Linked DNA regions of Pan troglodytes: region 2 is linked to region 1. A link is a contact called in public HiChIP or PLAC-seq data. All regions are on one chromosome and are shown on one strand. The core of a region is the stretch at or near the end of the contact, and the rest is flanking DNA. Distances in the headings are between cores, read along the strand shown. Region 1 holds the start of MRPS22 (mitochondrial ribosomal protein S22). Region 2 holds the start of CEP70 (centrosomal protein 70).

Evidence for each region. HiChIP or PLAC-seq counts read pairs in DNA pulled down with a chosen protein or histone mark.
Region 2: a contact with region 1 is called in an H3K4me3 HiChIP or PLAC-seq map of stem cell-derived excitatory neurons, with 8 times the contacts expected there. The contact joins the promoter of CEP70 here to the promoter of MRPS22 in region 1. A contact is called at or near these places in 1 of 7 Hi-C or Micro-C datasets (stem cell-derived neural progenitor cells) and 1 of 1 datasets of contacts at active chromatin or transcription factors (stem cell-derived excitatory neurons).

What each region holds. Positions count from the first base shown.
Region 1 is chr2:142,553,442-142,558,499 of NHGRI_mPanTro3-v2.0_pri, reverse strand. MRPS22 (mitochondrial ribosomal protein S22) reads right to left here and starts at 1,982. Exons shown (of 8, transcript XM_016942051.4): 1 at 1,776-1,982. The coding sequence starts at 1,947.
Region 2 is chr2:141,805,242-141,810,299 of NHGRI_mPanTro3-v2.0_pri, reverse strand. CEP70 (centrosomal protein 70) reads left to right here and starts at 2,444. Exons shown (of 20, transcript XR_010155342.1): 1 at 2,444-2,631; 2 at 4,855-4,957.

The sequences.
Region 1 (5,058 bases), core at 733-3,232:
TTGGTATCCCTACAGATTCTGAACGATGTCCTTTTCTCCCTTCTCAGATTCTTACTCGATGATTTCTCCTATCCTGCCATGACTTCAATTACCTTTATATGCCAGAAACTCTAAAATCTGAATCTCCTGCCAAGATCACCTTTCATCCAATTACTCAACCTCTCTCATGTACTTGAATACTGCCAAGTCAGAACCCATCCACCTTCCCTTGTCTCAAACCTGCATTTTCTGTTCCCTATCTCAGCATCATCCAGTAGGCCATACAGGCCAGAAATCTTACAGCCATTCCTAAATTCTCCCTGATCCTCCAGATCTAGCCAATAGCAGTAGTAATAACAACAACAGTAATCAAATAGCTGTAGTAATAATAACAGTAATTATAAGAGCTACCATTTATTAGCTATTTACTACATGCCAATACTGACTGAGCTAAGTACTTTACACATTCAGCCTATTTAATACTCACAACAACCCATGAGGTAAACACGAAGATTATCCCAATTTTACCAAAAAAAAAAAAGAAAAAAAAAAAAAAACACCACTGGCAGAGAACATACTGATTGTTTGCCTTCATAAATCTCATTTTAATCCTCCATTTCCCACTGCCACTACTCTAGTCAAGGCTATCCTCATCTCTTGCATCAGCCTCCCTTTCTCCATTCTGGCCCCACTACAGATCATTCTCCACCGAGCAACCAGAGTAATCTCTTTAAAATGTAATCAAGATTACTCCCAAGCTTAAAATTCACGAATGGCTTCCAACCTCATTTAGAAAAAAAGTTAAGGTGGTCTGCTTACTTACACTATGTCTGTCACTAAGTGATGTGCTCTATGAAGACCAGACCTTGTCTTATATTCATCTCTGGCACCCAGGGTTCCTCAGGGTATCCAGCACACAGCAAGTGCTCAGCACTACTCTCTCCTCAGTCTCACCCATTCACTCACCTTTAGTTACCATTTTTACTCCGATGTTCCTCACTTTATATTTAACTGCATACTGAACAGTTGACTCTTGCAGTCACCTCAAATTTAATGTGTCCCAAATAGGTTTAATTCCGCCTCCTTTCCCATCTCCTGATCTCATCTACTCCTGCACTACCCCCGCCCCCAAAATAACGGTTCCAACAATTAATTAATCTTCTTCATCTTGGTGTAAATGGGTCAACCCTCTATTCCAGTCAGAAACTTAAGAAACAATCTTAATTTGTCCCTTTAAACTCATACCCAAAGCCTTAATCAAGCCTTATCAATCCTATCTCCAAAATGGGTTCCCAAATATCTGTGCTCAGTCTCATTTCTGGACATCTGCTACTGTCCCTATGCTTGAGAAGCTTCTTGCTTTCTCCTTAGCATGGCTAACCAGATCTCAGCTTTAGTCATATTTGCCAGGAACCCTTCCCTGACCTTCCAATCCAGTTTGAGTGCCTCTCCCGTGTGCGTCCCCTATAACAACCCAGGTCACACTGCACTGCCAATTCCCCATGGACATGAGTTCCCACAGGGAAATTTCTGTGTCAGTCTTAGTTTGCTATATCCTACAGAGCTTAGCACAGTGCTCTGCAAGGAGCGGAACTCAGGCACTGTAGCTGAGTGAGTGAACGAATGAACAGATATGCAGGTGATGACAAACTCTACAGGTACAGAAGGAAGACAGCTGAATCTGAGGAAGCGCTAGGATACGTGTCGCGGGGGCTATCGCGTGGTTTTCGCCTGCCAGAAACAGGATCTACGTCTCCCAGAAGAACGCCCCAGCGAAAGTCCGGAAGGTCACTTACCGGCCTCGGAGCTGAACCGGCGGCGTGGCAGCCCCATCTCGAAAGAGCAAGGTAGCGGTTGGAGCAGGCCACTGTGCCAGGGCTGGATTCGAGCCCGGAAACGGACCCGTTCCACGCCCGGAGAACTCCTCAAGAGGCTCCACAGCAATACAGTTGTTCTGAGGGGCGCCATGATTCAGAGGCCACTTGCGCCGGAAGTGGTTGGGAGGGATTTCCGAGTCACGCCCAGTTCTTGCAGCACTCTGGGAAATGTAGTCTAGTTAAAGACGGAAAGGGCCGGAAGTCTTCCGGGCCCTCATAGATTGTTTCTTCTAAACTACTTATTCACAAGTAGACGGTGTTTATGTCCTTCCCTATGCATAAAGTTAAAACTTACACCTTTTTCCCTATATGCTCTTTTTCCTACCCGTTTCCATCGTTCTAAATAACAAATTTCCGGCCAGGCGCCTGTAATCCCAGCAGTTTGGGAGGCCAAGGCGGGCGGATCACCTGGGGTCAGGAGTTCGAGATCAGCCTGGCCAACATGGTGAAACCCCCGTCTCTACTAAAAATATAAAAATTAGCCAAGCATGGTGGCGGGCGCCTGTACCAGGAGAATCGCTTGAACCCAGGAGGCAAAGGTTGCATTGAGCCAAGATCGTGCCATTGCACTCCAGCCTGAGCAACAAAGCAAGACTCCATCTCAAATAAACAAACAAACAAACACTCTAGCCTGGGTGACAGAGTGAGACTCTGTCTCAAATAAATACATAATTTATGTATTCCACTTCCTGCCCAAACCTTCTCCCCCATCCTCAGGTTTAAATCCAACTACTTCTTAAATTTCTCCATCCATACTGCTCACATGCACCCTAAATCTAACTCCTGACTCCAAGCCCTGATTACCACCACCACCACTGCCACTGCCAATTCATACACCTGATTCTCTGTCTCAACACTTATTCCTTTCCTTTATAGCCCATTTTATAATCTGTTATTTTGCTCTTTATCTGCTTATTTCTGTTTCTCACCCCATGAAGACAGTGACTCTACATATTTTATTGCAATATCACCTAGCCTAGTACATCTACGTGCACAGCAAACTTTTGTTGAATAAATGAATGAATGATTAAATGATTCTTTACATTTTTTCCAACTATCCAGGATGTGCAGGTCTTATCCTTCTCTAGACTATAGATTGGTGCCTGTGCTAAGCACTTATCCCAAGGCCTGGCAAAACAGGCTGTTAGTAAACTCTTGTTTGACTTAGCTGGATGAATAGACTCACCTTCCAGCCTCACCTATTTTCCCCCAACTTAGCATTAATATTAACAGTGCTGTTTATGAACTCATTCCCTATTTGGGAGGGGAAGGGAGAGCACTAGGCTTGGTGCCTATTTAGGCAAGTCTGCTGCCCTGCACTTCCCAATGCTTACACCTACATGATAGCAGGTGTCAGAGACTAGTGGCAGGACGAATGCAGGTGTCTCCCAGCCCATGCCTTTTCTCTGAAAATGAACCCTCTACTTTCTTCCCATAGCTGAGAGAGCAGGCCTCAGTGGCTATGTTTTTCCTGTAAACATCCTCCTGGACACAGCTGATTGGACACTTAGTGCAGGATGAATGAATCCATTGGCTGCTGTATTAGCATTAGTTTCCTGTGGCTGCTATAACAAACTACCACAAATATTATGGTTTAAAATAACAAAAATGTATTCTTTCACAATTCCGCATGAGAAATCTGAAATCAATATTACTGAGCTGAAATCAAGGGAGCTCTGCTCCCCTTAGAGTCTATCTCTGGAGAAGAATCTGCCCCTTGTCTCTTCCAGTTTCTGATGACTGTAAACATTCCTTTGCTTGTGGCTGCATCATTTCAATCTCTGCCTCCATCTTCACATCAGCTTCTCTTCTTCTATTTGTGCCAAATCTTCCTCTGTTTTCTTCTTATAAGGATGTATGTGATTGCATAATCACTGACCCACCCTGATAATCCAACATAATCCCCATTTTAAAATCTTTAACTTAATCACATCTGCAAAGACCATGTTTCCATATAAGGTAACATCCACAAGTTCCATGGATTAGAGTGCAGTTATACTTGGGAGGAAGTATGGGGGCATTCTTCAGCCTACCCCAGATGACCAGGCACCAAGCAGATTTTTTCTCAATAATTCAAACTATGAGACATAGAATAGTCGACGGTGGAAGCTTGAAGTGAATAACTAAGTATTTAGGGTTTGGGCTGAAGCAGCCTTTTTCAGCAATGTGCTCACTGATGAGTGAGCAGGGAAAAGCCACTCTGCAGAGAGAGGCAGGAAAATGGAGCAGATCCTCAGAAGCAGAGATGGGAGAATATGTATGGAGAGAGATGGAGAAAGGTGGTGTCTTGGCCAGAGAGCTTCCCACTTTCCTTTCAGTGACCTCTTTTACTTGGGGTACAGTGAGTTTTACTGATATGGAGTAACGAAGATTCCTGGTTTAAGCTATAACCTCAGGCAGATGCCCACATCTTTCAGAGCCCCAGTACCTCACCTGCAAAATGGGCATAATGACAATACTTATCTTGCAGACTTTGAGAATAAAGTACTTTCAGGATCTGATGTCTGGTGTTTCATAAAGATGTTGTGAGAAGGTTGTGTGGTGGCAAGTCAATTACTTTCTTTTATTCTTTTCCTTTTTTTTTTCTTTTGAGACAGGGTCTTTCTTACTTTGTCACCATGGCTGAAGTGCAGTAGCCTGATCTCAGCTCACTGCAAACTCTGCCTCCTGGGCTCAAGCAATCCTCCCACCTTAGCCTCCCAAGTAGCTAGGACTACAGGTGCACACCACCATGCCCAGCTAATTTTTGTGTTGTCCAGGCTGGTCTTGAACTCCTGGGCTCAAGTGATCTGCCCGCCTCAGCCTACCAAAGTGCTGGAATTGCAGGCATGAGCCATGGCACCCAAGTCAGTTACTTTCTGAGGATAGTATTCAGAAGTACTCTGGTTGCAAGAAACAAATCTTTCCTGAGTAAAACTGAAATGGGAGTAATTGGAAGGATACTGAATATCTCACAGAATTCAAGAAAAAGCTCAACAGCCAAGCCTCAGGAAGGACTTGAAAGATGGCAGCTCCAAGAACCCCAGAGGCAGGAACTCAAGAGATCTCTCCAGGAGGTTGCGGTCCTAATGGCTTGGTTCCAACTCCCTGCCTTCCGTCTAATCTAAGTTCCTGGTGAGAGAGGCTGATTGGCCTGGGTGGGGTTCTGTTCACCACTGGGGGTTGGGGAGGGTTGGCCCTCTGACTGACAGTCCCAAGGCTA
Region 2 (5,058 bases), core at 1,195-3,694, 750 kb after region 1:
AAAGAAGTTGAGAAATAAAAGATGTGTTTTAACTGCTAATGAAAGTTATAATTTATGCTAGGAAGTCAAAGTACAGAGGAAAGCAGAAAGCCGAAATGAAGACATGCTTGGCTTTCAACTTAAGTGTCACTTCATCAGAGAGGCTTCCTCCATAGCCCCTCTTCTCTTCTTTCATATCACTTATTATATTAATAATATATACTTAATTGCATTTGTTTCATATTTTCTCCGCAGTTAGACTATAAGATCCACGAAGGCAGGAATCACAATTGGGCTTACTTACTATTGTAAACTCCCCCACTTATAAATCTGACTCAGCATCTAGTTCAATCCCTGGTACATAACAGGTGCTTAACAAAATTTTTTTTTTTTTTTTTTTTGAGACGGAATTTTGCTCTTGTTGCCCAGGCTAGAGTGCAATGGTGCGATCTCGGCTCACCGCAACCTCCGCCTCCCGGGTTCAAGCGATTCTCCTGCCTCAGCCTCCTAAGTAGCTGGGATTACAGGCATGTGCCACCACGCCCGGCTAATTTTGTATTTTTAGTAGAGATGGGGTTTCCCCATGTTGGCTAGGCTGTTGTCGAACTCCTGACCTCAGGTGATCCACCTACCTTGGCCTCCCAAAGTGCTGGGATTACAGGCGTGAGCCACTGTGCCCGGCCAACACATTTTTATAAATGAATGAATGTTAAATGAATGTTTAGAATTATTAGAATTCTATTGGGTGGATGAGGCCCATAGAAAACTCTTGAGACCAATGTAGCAGGATTCTCAGTGAAAGACTAAGTTTGTGTGCAGGGATGTTTTCCTTCTCTAGCAAAGAGAGGTGCTGGAAAGGCTTTCATGGTCCATAAGAAGGGAATTGTTTTGGAGGGCAGTGCTATAGCAACTCTTCCCCTCCATTCACCACATAAAAAATTCAGTTAGAAAATAGAGAGGAATCAGCCTTCTTGTGCTTTGAAGACTGTGAAAGATACTGGTGATCATCCATCTAGCATCCATTTTCCTCTTCTCCTTTACAGGTCTCCAGTTTTATTCAAATAGCCATGTCTCCACCTTGCAACTCATGTGACTCAAAGAGCGCTGACACCATTGCCAATTCCAATTGTCATAGCTCCTTTTCACTTCTGGAACCCAGGCTTAAGCTGTCTGTACATTTCCCAGGCAGTTACTGGTAAAGAGGAAGAGTGTGTGCCTGTGTGAACTTATCGGCTCAAAAAACCAGAAGGAAAGGTTTTAGATGAAAAAGAAAGTATGTGGTCCTGATTTCTCCAAGTAGACATCTGGAAAATCACGTTAGTATGAATTTGAAGTCTACCCTTTTTTTTTTACAACAAAGCAGAGACTAATAGCAACTGGGTCCTTGTTAACTTGCTTAGCCACTGAATTAATCAAATTCTCCCTTGCCTCTGAGCTTTCTGTTATGCGAGATAAGCAACTTCTTTATTTTTTAGGAAGACAATTTAACTCAGATTTTATATCACGTGCATCCAAAATAATAATAACTGACTCAAAGATGTTTGGCCTCTACAATTAGGGCAGCCATTCTCAGAAGAGTATGCAAGGGCACCCTATTATCTTGGAAAAGGGAAGCACTGAGACTATTTGCATTTTGAGAACTGAAAATGCAATCTGCTAACCATCGTTAGAGTGAATATCCAGGTATGGAAAGCACAGTGGGTAGGCGTAGGTTGGGGTAGGGACATGTTTGCATGGGGCAAACACAGAGATCAAACCTAAGTGTAGTCCCAGCTGCCTGGAAGAAGGCTAAGAAGGGTCTGAAAGTATTGAGCTCCAAGAGCCCTTGGATCTCCTGATGAGAGACCCTTGGCTGATGCCCTAGATGGGACATCCCTGTTGGCTACTGTGGGACCTGCATCATTTGACTGCAACACAGTCTGTTGCAACATTTGACTGTAACACAGACCTACATCATTTGACTGATTTGAAAAGACAAGTTGTCAACAGCGACACCATGTGGCTATAAGATGCAATGACAATGGTGGACAGTTACAGCCTCAGGTAGGGCCTGACGCTTCGTCGAGATGTGGAAAATGCTGAATGGGAAGATGAACTGTCATCAACAAATATTTATTGGGGTCCTCCAAATGTCAACTGCTACAGTGGTCATTCAGGTCTGGAACATCGAGAACATGCTGACCCGTACCCCAGCAAGAGCTCGTAGTCGCGGCGGGGTAGGGGGCGAGAGAGAGGGCAGTCTCTGGTGGCCAGGTAACCCAGGCTTCACTTTCACCCACGGCCACAAGTATTTCTGACGTCTTCTGGGCAAATAAGCCTCCATGTAAGTGACAGGGCACCCAAGGAGTGCGTTGGAAGCGCCAGCGTGCCCGAGACCAGCACATCGCACCGACGCCTTCGTTCGCGGTAAGCCCCGCCCCCCGTAGTGAGCCAACCGGAGGGCGCGGGGCGGACCCAGCTTCCCGGAGAGGCTGGAGAGAATCGTTTGGGGGCATTCGCAGGCCAAAGAGGGGCTGGCCCTCGACGCGCTCGGGCTCGATTGGCCGCCCTCCCCCGGCGGCGGTGACGGTCGCGGAGGCGGGGCCTGACGTAGCTGATCCCAGCCTAACCTGGCCCGGCTGGCTGCTGGTGGGAGGCCGGCGACTGAGTAAGGTGAGTGGCTCTCGGGGCTCTCAGAGGCGTCGGCGTGAGCCCCTTCCCGGAGTACCCCGGACTTGACCTCACCTGGGCCTAAAAGTGGTCAGACTGACCCTTGTCAGGGAGGAGCCATCTGGGACAGGGTCGCGCCAATTAAAAATCCCTGCGTAAGGGTTTGGGGATCGGACAAAACTGCCTCCAGTCCCAGCTCCCCAGGCTTTGTGTTCTTTGGCTTCTCCTTTAATGTCTCAGCGCCTCCGATTCTTTATTTGTATACTAAAGCTGGTAATTCTTGCCTTACAAGGTGGTTGTGAGGGTTAAATGAGGCAGTAAGAGTAAAGCTTAGAATCACGTCGGGCACAGACTCGATTTAAGCTGTAGGTAATTACTCCATCCCCCAAAATCGACCCGGGCTGAAGCGCTAGTTTTGTGTCAAACAACCGCGAAGGTTGTTTGGGGAGTGAGGACTCGGAGCAGAAGGGGGCGGTTAGGCGAATAGCACAGGTGAGTATCTCTTTCTCCAGTTTATTAACCTCATTCCGGATTCAGGGGACCTCTGACTTTATACAGGGCCTAATAGGAGTTTTTCAAGGTGAAAAATGCCAGAAGGCTAAGTCACCTGTAACAGAGAGACCAATCAGAGTTTCCTTTTTTACTGCCACTTTGTTTTTCAATCAATGATATTAAACAGGCAGGGCGCAGTGGCTTACGCCTGTAATCTCAGCACTTTGGGAGGCCGAGGTGGGCGGATCACCTGAGGTCAGGAGTTCGAGACCACCCTGGCCAACATGATGAAACCACGTCACTACTAAAAATACAAAAATTAGCTGGGCATGGTGGTGTGCGCCTGTAATCCCAGCTACTCGGGCAGCTGAGGCAGCAGAATCGCTTGAACTCGGGAGGCGGAGGTTGCTGTGAGCCGAGATCGCGCCACTGCACTCCAGCCTGGGTGACGGAGCGAGACTCTGTCTCAAAAATATATGTATAATATATTAAACTCTGTGCAGGCATTACCCATATTGGTTTCAAGCCTCTGCATGAGTTTTGTACTTTAAATATTGCCAAGTAGACTGTGGCCTCCCCTGTCCCGCCTTTTGGGGAAGAGGTGGCTGACTTGGAGTTTTCCCTACAGCTTTTGCCTCAAAGCAAGGTTCTGCCCCTTCATGTCTCTCCTGAGACAGAATGATTTGGTTGAGATGACATTCCATTTTAACTCTTTCCTATTTGGGGTAGGTTCAGCTCTTTCTTAGGAACATTAAACAGCAAGTTGCAATATTTTTAGAATAGAGCTTTTGCATTTAATAAGGAATAGAGACTTCGAAAGGGTTACATGTTCATTTATTGCAGTAATTTGAAGTATATACTTTTGAAGATGTTTACAGATTTTGGTGTGATTCAGTTGAGAAGGAACAGTTATTGGCCATGGTTTATTGTCAGCTCCCCTCCCCCACCCCAAATGGTGAAAAAATAATTAAATTTTAAGATATGGAGCATGTTACAAGGGGCTTCAGACCTATAAAGGGCAATTTGGCTGAAAGACTCGGGAAACCTAGAAAGTGCCAGAAGATACAATTATGTTTTTGCTTTTCTATGCTTGGCTTACTATGCCATGTACAAATCAACTCCTACCCTCCGACTCCTACTCCCAACAATCTTATTTTAAGTGTGTTATGACACTAATTAAAGCTGTAGCTTCTGTTTTTGGCCCTAGAAAGCATTTGGTCTCTTCCTGTGACTTTAAAGTTCCAGACCTTTGTCCTGTCACAGCCTGTAGTGGGGAAAAGGCTGCTGCAAACTATTGGCCCGTTTATTTCACAGAATGGTCCTCTGAAAAGGAGGGCTTGGTCACAGGTGCAAATGAGGAGCAGTTTTTTCCTGTGTTTGCTTTTGTGATCAGTGGTAGTTTGTCTGAGGATGCTTCATTTTAGTATCCTTGCAAATGAGAATATCCTACCTGTGGAGCCAGAAGTCAGAATTGATGATAGATGATGATAGATTTGGATACCCAGCTAAATGTCTTAACAAGGTAGGGAGAGGAAAGATAAGAAGGAGAGAGAAGAGAAGGGAAGAGGCATATGATGGTGAGCTGGGAAGGCAATTAGCAGTTATTTCAGTTGTGCCTGCTTTATCTGTGATTACCAGTACCTTGGATGCCTGCTCTGGGAGTAACACAAGACCATTCTTACTAGGAGGTTGAACATTTCAAGATTTTGTTCTTTTTATCTTTTTGAAACCTAGATGAAGATCCAGTTTCAGACATGAGACTCGTTGGGTGATCATTTCATTGAGATCAACCTGAATGACCAGGTGTAAAGTGCAAGAGTAATATGCTATGACTGAGGTATGTCTAATGTAACAGATGACTCCAGATGTTGGGAGGCCATGGAAAAAAATCTAATATTTATTGAGTACTATACTAGGTTCATTACATATATTTCCTTT